Regions from separate parts of the Mus musculus genome. Here region 2 is linked to region 1. Evidence: chromatin contacts called from public HiChIP or PLAC-seq data. All regions are on one chromosome and are shown on one strand. The core of a region is the stretch at or near the end of the contact, and the rest is flanking DNA. Distances in the headings are between cores, read along the strand shown. Region 1 overlaps Dnajb14 (DnaJ heat shock protein family (Hsp40) member B14). Region 2 overlaps Dapp1 (dual adaptor for phosphotyrosine and 3-phosphoinositides 1).

What was found. HiChIP or PLAC-seq counts read pairs in DNA pulled down with a chosen protein or histone mark.
Region 2: a contact with region 1 is called in an H3K27ac HiChIP or PLAC-seq map of embryonic stem cells, with 6 read pairs. The contact joins two enhancer-like sites. A contact is called at or near these places in 1 of 39 promoter capture datasets (liver), 1 of 15 datasets of contacts at CTCF or cohesin (CD8 T cells), 10 of 484 Hi-C or Micro-C datasets (B cells, CD4 T cells, ECoMG myeloid progenitors and 6 more), 5 of 115 datasets of contacts at active chromatin or transcription factors (CD8 T cells, bone marrow-derived macrophages, effector CD8 T cells and 2 more) and 3 of 9 other capture datasets (adipose tissue, liver and pancreatic islet).

Annotation. Positions count from the first base shown.
Region 1 is chr3:137,886,131-137,889,944 of GRCm38.p6, forward strand. The region is part of intron 2 of Dnajb14 (DnaJ heat shock protein family (Hsp40) member B14); the gene reads left to right. Among named protein-coding and RNA genes, the nearest start is that of Gm40155, 9.9 kb to the left of the region's middle. Within about 2 kb of position 2,306, at least 14 of the 459 cell types and tissues checked have an H3K27ac peak or open chromatin away from gene starts, as enhancers often do. A contact at or near this core is called in embryonic stem cells, where this site is marked.
Region 2 is chr3:137,968,791-137,972,640 of GRCm38.p6, forward strand. The region is part of intron 1 of Dapp1 (dual adaptor for phosphotyrosine and 3-phosphoinositides 1); the gene reads right to left. The region is part of intron 2 of Gm19708 (a long non-coding RNA gene); the gene reads left to right. Among named protein-coding and RNA genes, the nearest start is that of Dapp1, 11 kb to the right of the region's middle. Within about 2 kb of position 1,346, at least 118 of the 459 cell types and tissues checked have an H3K27ac peak or open chromatin away from gene starts, as enhancers often do. A contact at or near this core is called in embryonic stem cells, where this site is marked.

The DNA of each region.
Region 1 (3,814 bases), core at 1,056-3,555:
GAAGTTTGCAGGTGATGGGTTCTGTAGGTGACTCATCAAGGATTCTCAGGGAGATCGGATTGAACTAACACAAGCGAAAAAGAGCCAAATAACTCAGCAGAGGTGGCCTTTGTCCCTCGTCCTATGTGTCTTCCTTTTCTGTCTTTTCCCTTTGTTTTCCCCAACATGGTTTGTATGGCATATACCTTGAGACTCAGAGTCTGTCTAGTAAGGAGAGTGACTTGTCACCGTGTCTTGAATCTAATATCAATATATTTGGATCTCCTCTCTTTCCTCTCTGTGTGAATGCTGAAGGTTGGTTGTATCATTGTGTCCGAATTCATAGTGAGGGAAACAGATTCCTGAATCAGGATAAAACCATGGAGGAGCACCTTTGACTGCTGTGATGGTAGCAAGCACTTCCAAGGCCTTAAGTGAAACTGCTGATCACTTCCATAGCACTGCACTGGGCCAAAGTCGACTTTGGGAAACGCTATAGGAAAACTCAGCCCCAACCCAAGCTGTATTTCCTGTGTGCTTCACATTACATTAGGAGACCACTCTTCACGGATTCTCCCTTCCTTCTTTTTTGATTTATTTACTTTTATTTTATATGTGTGAATGTTTTATGTATGAGTATATATATATATATATTACATGCATGCCTGGTTCCTGTGGAGACCAGAAAAGAATGCTTGGAACAGAACCTGGGTCCTCTGCAGGAGCAGCAAGTTCTCTTAAACACTGAGACATCACTCTAGCTGTCCCACCCCCTGAATTTTTTTTTTTTATTACAACTTTAATTGTATGTGATTTTTGTGACTACCCCTTTCACCTTGCAGAATAGAATTACCTATTGGCTTGGAAGTGTCACCAAGAAACAAAACTATAGTTGTAAGTTTTGGACAATGATAATATTCCAGATTTGCTGTTACTTTTTTGTTTTGTTTTGTTTTGTTTTTGAGATAGGGTTTCTCTGTATAGCCCTGGCTGTCCTGGAACTCACTTTGTAGACCAGGCTGTCCTCGATCTCAGAAATTCGACTTCCTCTGCCTCCCAAGTGCTGGGATTAAAGGCGTGGGCCACCATGCCCGGCTGCTGTTACTTTTTTAAATCTATATATCCTCTCCTCTACCTGTGTGTGTGTGTGTGTGTGTGTGTGTGTGTGTTTGTGTGTGTGGGAGAGAGAATACATGTGTGAGAGTATACACAGGAGAGGAAGTTAAATAAATAAAAGAAATATATTTATTTCAGCACTGGCCTGAGTATGCATGTGTGCATGCCCATGTGTACATGCGTGTGTGTGTGTGTGTGTGTGTGTCTATTTGTCTGCATGTGTGTGTGTGTGTGTGTGTGTCTATTTGTCTGTGTGTGTGTGTGTGTGTGTGTGTGTGTTTGCTTTTGTTTTTCTCCCAGCCACAGGACTTGCCTGTAGTAGGTGGGAGAAGGGGATGGCACATCCTGAGAGTAAAACACTGACAGCTAATAGCCGGAGCAGCTATGCCATCAGAGTTGGCCAGCAGAGCCCTGAGCAAGCTTCTGTCTGTCCCTGAGACTGGAGGTGACACTGTCGATGAGGTTGAAAGCTGAGGAGAGTAGGAAGAGTCTTTACGGATGGGATGGAGTGAGTGCACGTTGAGGGTCCAGCCGTACTTACGATCACAATTCCTGATAGACCAGCTGCTTTAGAAGTATTACCTGTATTATAGATTGATTGATTTACTATATCTTAAATTCCACATAATATACATTGTATATAATATAAAATGTATATATAAAATCCCCTTGTGGAATGTTTTATATAATTATGAACCATTCTTTTAAGCAAATCCCTAAGTTATTTGAAATATTTCAGTCAGTCCGTTGTATGTAAGTTGCCTAGTTGCATAGTGTGTACATATTCATAGTAGACTTCTTAAATGTGGCCCAGTGAGGTAGCAGATGAGAGGTCAGAACCTGCATCTTGTCGTTTGGTGTTTTGTTTTATTTAGACTCAGGGGATTTTCCTCAGGAAAGTCCTCTGTCTTGATAGAGAAGGCGATTATGCAAACAAGTTGCTCAGTAACAGCAGGGTTCAGTGGGGAGAAGCCACGCAATGATCCTGCATCCCTTGCGTAAGTGTAAACTCACAGGAAGATTGAAGGAAACTTGTTTAACTAGCAAACAGGCAGTGGAGCCGCCGAGCTCTGTGTCATTGAGTTGAAAAACATTTAAAAATTGAGGAAAATAAGCTTTATTGGAAGTTTTTAATGCATCATTGTAAAAGAACTACCTTGTATTTAAACATAAAAGGTCATCTCGGAATCTACCAGGCAATTATAGCTACATCTGGTACCCCTTTCTGTGCAGCTCTGTCTCATTTGAATTACAAAGGCTGGAGTTTCAGAGTCTCTTCTGTCCTTTTGCTTTTGTTTTCAGTTGTTCTTGTTTGTTTGTTTGTTCGTTTGTTTTAGACTAGGTCCTGCTTGGAAGCCAAGACTGAGCCTAAACTCCTTCTCCTGCTCTAGCCTCTCTCAGAGTGTGGGATTACAGGTGTGGGAGCCCGGTCTTTCAGTTCTTTAAATTAAAGGAAGATAAATTACAGTGAAGAGACACATGACCACTGCAGTCCTTATTTTAAAAAAGCATTTAGTTGGGGCTTGCTTACAGTTGTAGAGGGTTAGCCTTCATTGGAGGGAAGCATGGTAGCATGCATCAGACATGGTGCTGGAGAGAGAGGTAGCTAAGAATTCTACATTTAGATCTGCAGGCCTCAAGAACAAAACGTGGGCCTGACCTAAGCATTTGAAAACCCAAAGCCCACCCCGAGTGACACACTTCCTCCAACAAGGCCACACCTACTCCAGCAAGGCCACACCTCCTAATCTCTTATCAAGTAGCTCCATTCCCTAATGGCCAAGTATTCAAATATAGAGATGGAGGGGGGGGGGCATTCCTATTCAAGTCACCACGTAAGGTAAGGAATTTATGTGGAACATGACTGGATGTGGATAATTGATTGTCCTGGCTAGTTCGTATGGCCAGCTTGACACAACATGTAGAAAGAGGCAATCTCAATGGAGGGTTTGCCTAGATAGTGTTGACCTGTGGCCATATCTGGGGGGAATTGTCTTCCTTGTTCATTGATATGGGAGAGCCCAGTTTGAGAGTTCATTGATATGGGAGATGGCTAGTTTTATGCCATCTTGACACAAGCTACAGTTATCTAAAAGGAGATGATCTCAATTGAGAAAATGCCTCCATAAGATCTGTCTGTAGGGCATTTAAAAAAATTTTTTTTAATTAGTGATCAATGGGGGAGGGCCCACCATTGGATGGCGCCATCCATGGGCTGGTGTCCTGGGTTTTATAAGAAAGCAGGATGAGCAGGCCATGGGGAGCAAGCCAGGAAACAGTACCCTCCACGGCCTCCAAATTAGCTTCTGCCTCCAGGTTCCTGCTCTGTTTAAATTTCTGCCTTCTCTGCTTTTGATGATGAACTGCTGGATGGATCTGTGAGTGGAATCAACCCTTCCCTCCCCAACTTGCTTAGGGTCATGGTGTTCTTCTCAGCAATAGTAACTGTAACTAGCACACTGGCCCTCAGCAGGCAGTGCCGCCCCTGGGCAGGTGGCCTTAGGTTGTATTGTGAAAGTTGGCTGATCACGCGTGAGCCGGGGTGAGTGAGCAGGGTTCCTCCATGGTGTGCGTATGCTTGAGTTCCTGTCCAGTTTTCCCTCGGTAACAGATTCACGGGCAAGCTGATATGAACGGTTTCCTCTCCAAGTTCCTTTTGGTCCCAACAGCAGAAAGTAAACTACAGTGACAATCTGCAGCTAAGCTGTATCCCACACAG
Region 2 (3,850 bases), core at 96-2,595, 82 kb after region 1:
CTTAGCTTAGCAACTCTGTGGTCCCTCTCGGTAGCAACGTCAGGTTGTCACAAATCAAGATGACAAGGTTTTCAAAGAGAAAACCCATATTTTCATGTATTGAGATGCTGTCTTCTGTTATACAATTTCCCCAGTTCCTTAACTTTTGCAAGAGAACAAACCACAATTCTCTTATCACTGACACGCCAGACATTCTCCTAGCCGCTGGTGACACGTGACTATGCAGTCTTGAATAAGTTTTATTTTCCAACTCCAAGACTTTTGGTCTTACTTTCTCTAAAGAAATGAAAAGAAGAAACTACTGCTGGTAACTGTTTTAGAAGGCACCGTGTTATAGTCACGTTTTATTCCTATGGCTTATAGATTTTTACAGTTGTGTCTCAAGGTCAGAGGCAGTAAGAGTAAAGATGTTAATCTAATTATAGACTAGAGCAGAATACTTGCATTGGGTTTATAAGAATATCAAAACTAGCAGTTGACCTTGAAGGAAACAGCGGCCTTATCTCTCCCATGATAAGGCAGCAAATTAGGAAACACCCACCCACTAAATAGTTTTCATAACTGCCTCTCGGAGATACAGGAAATAAACTCAACCACAGAGAACACAGGCAGGCTGGATCCGGAAGTTCCTTCTCAACTCTGCTCCTCCTGCCTTCATCCCAGTGCCTCCTCATGCTGGAACCTTCTAGGAGACTGTTCCAACATGCTAGAAACACCAAGGTGTTTTATCCTTTGGGTTTTAATATTTTAATTTGCTGGTCTAAGTTTATGTCTTGTTTATGCTATGTCCGTTGAAGGAAAGACTTTAAAATTATTGAGGTAACTCACAGTACGTTAAAATCACACTCCAAAAAAAAAAAAAAAAAAAAAAAAACAAGTTACAAGGAAAAATATCTTTCTATATGCTATTTACTTAAATCATTTTGATATTTATTTTGCACAAATATTTATATAAACCACTAAATTCACTACCAGACAAACCACTAATGAGTTGCTGTTGGAAATCAATACAAAATCTTGCTACTCAAAATTTGGGCTAGCCCGAGGTCTTGGTTGAAATGTATATTCTTGTCCCCAGCCCCCTGACTGTGGAGGCTCAAGTGATCTCTACCCTGCTAAGAATCTGAGAAACGTGAACATCCTAAGAAACTTCCTTCAGTAGCCCTAATGGCTTGACTTCGATCTTTGGCATCTGGGGAAAAGGGCAAGGTGAAGTAGTTTCTGGGTTTCCATAGAGAAAAGAAAAAGGATCTGCGGGTTAGCAGTCAGAGATCCCCTGTGGCTGCCGACCTCGGGCTGTGTGCTGCTGGATCTCATGGAAGGAAGGACAGAGCCAGGGAAGCTTGATGGCGGGAGATGATCGATCGCGCTCTGGGCTCGACTATGGATGTCTGATCCATTAGGGAGTGAGAGAGGGCATCTCTAAGAGGAAAGAGCACAAGCTAAGACGCTGGGGTCGGTTTGTGTATGGACAGCAGAATGCCTAGCGGAAGCACAGGGTCCATGCTGGGGAGTAAAGCAAAATAACAGAAAAACTGGTGGTTTGTGGCCTCATTTAAGACATTTTTTCCCATTCCTCCCTCTCTTCCTTCCTCCTCTCTTCCCTCCTTCCTTCCTGGCTGTACTGGGCATTGAACCCAGGGCCTTGCGAATGTTAGGTAAATGCTCTACTAAGCAAAGCCCTCAGCTCTAGAGTATTCATTTCTCATCGAGAAAATGTCTTGCCTACAGATTATTAATATATTTCACTGTACACCTCCATTCCTGGCAAAGAGAAGTGACCTGGAACTTGGATTCTGTTTATATTGAGTTATAAAGGGACATATATACTCAAAAAAAAGTTTTTCTTTTTTTTTTTTCCTGCTTCAAAATTGTTCTCATTTTAGAAAGACAGTGACACCCTCTGAAGTCTTTGGGCCCCAAGGACAGATGGATAATGTGTCTCTCCTTCTCTAAGGCCATGACACAGATGATGGATCTGTGATTGAACCTACAGCTTGGCTTCACATTCCCTGTGAACAGGAAACATGAGCTGTCTCCACCGGGCTTTCCCCATCCAAGCTGCTCTCACTTGGGTTCACCTGACTTTAGCTCCTGAGTTGCTCCACCAGACTGGTCGGATGTTGATCTCACTTGTGTACCTGTATTTAGAGTCAGTGCTGGATGCTTCAACTGTGGGAAAGGCTAAGCTCTTGAGCTCTTGGTGTCATCAGAAATTGCCGGTGTAGAATAAGACACCTCTCATTTAGCACCAGAGCTTTCAGGGCTGTTGTACTACAGTCAGGCTGTATCTAAGACAAGACTGTGTTCCATAGGGTGGAACTTCACTTCTCAAGTAGAAGGAGGCAAGCAGAAGCTTCCCACAGGGTTGAGGAAGTTCAAAAACAGCTCAGGTAGGTGCAGCGCACTGTCCGGGGGAGGCTGAGCCTCCCCACGGTCTTTCCAGCCGGGAGTTTTCGGTGATGGAATCAGCAAGGTTGGGACTTTCCACATCGCTGCTTAAGTGTCCCGCCTATCCACCTTACTAGCAGGGCTGAATGGTGAGCCTAGTTGTCCAAAGCTTTAGGAAACAGACCTGGCAGAAGCATAGCATGCAGATATCTACCCACTAAAGCTGGGTGCTAAACCTCAGCTCACAAACAAACAAACAAACAAAGCAGTGCTGAAAGGAGAAGTGTAGAAGTATTTTTATGAGGGGTTTCTGCCCCGCTCTAACCCTGTATAGCAGTCTGTAAGCCTAAACTGGACAGGTTCTGAACTATTTTAACCTACATCACACCCATAGGCCAACCTGAGTCTAGCTCTATTTGCTCTGCTCCATGTGTGTCCTCAGGGCAAGTTTCTCCTGGCCTCGTGCTCATGGTCCATCCTCATAGTCTATTCTGACTCTTGGAAGCCTTCTTCTTCCCCCATCTTTTTTTCCTTCTCCTCGTGGTCCCTACCTGAGACCCTCCCTTCCACCCCCTTCTTGATCTCCAGTCCCACCCTCTCCCTCCTGACCAGGGGATCATTCTTTATAGCACGTTGGTCAATACAATGCCTATGTCCAGACTACAACCTGATCTTGGGGCACAGAACTCAGCATCTCAATACACAGAGCACAAGACCAACCCCAACACAGAGGTACTTAGAGAGCAGGATCAACCTGTGCTTGAAGTCTGATGATAAGGCAGGAAGTGCTGGAAAATGGAAACACGAAGACAGATGGAAGAAGAGAGGCAGAGACTCGGAAATATGGGAGTCAAAGAGAGACAGACAGAGATACAAAAGGACATGCTGTGCAGGCCAGTGATCATAGCACCCAGGAGAGCAAGACAGGAGCATTGGGAGACCAAGGCCAGGCTAGGTTACATAGTTGAACCAACTTTGAGCAGATAAGGGAAAGAATGAATAAAGAGAAAAGGGCGGGGGGCTTCTCTCAACAGGATCCACCTCCAAGTGAAACTAAAGAAGGGGAGAGATTGAAAAACAGTAAAGGAAGAAAGAGCAAGAGGGGGGTAGGGAAGGAGCTGGAGATCACATATCTCACCTCTCACACAGTCAGCAGAAGTATGTGTACTGTGTGCGGCCAGGAACGATAAGTAGTGACTTAGCAAGCATACACAGAGAGGCACAGTCATCTACGAGACAGAGGCAAAGAACATAGCAGTCCCACACGGAGAGACTCACAGAGCAGACCCTGAGACAGAGCCACATGCCCAGAGACGTTAGATACTGGGAGCAGATGAGGGACACAGTCACTGACTGGAGATAGGAGTAGAAATTGTATCTCCTCACTACAAGTTGCTTGTGTTCATTCCCAGGGCAGCCTGCAGTGTTACAGCATCATTCCCCAAAGAGTGTGACAAAG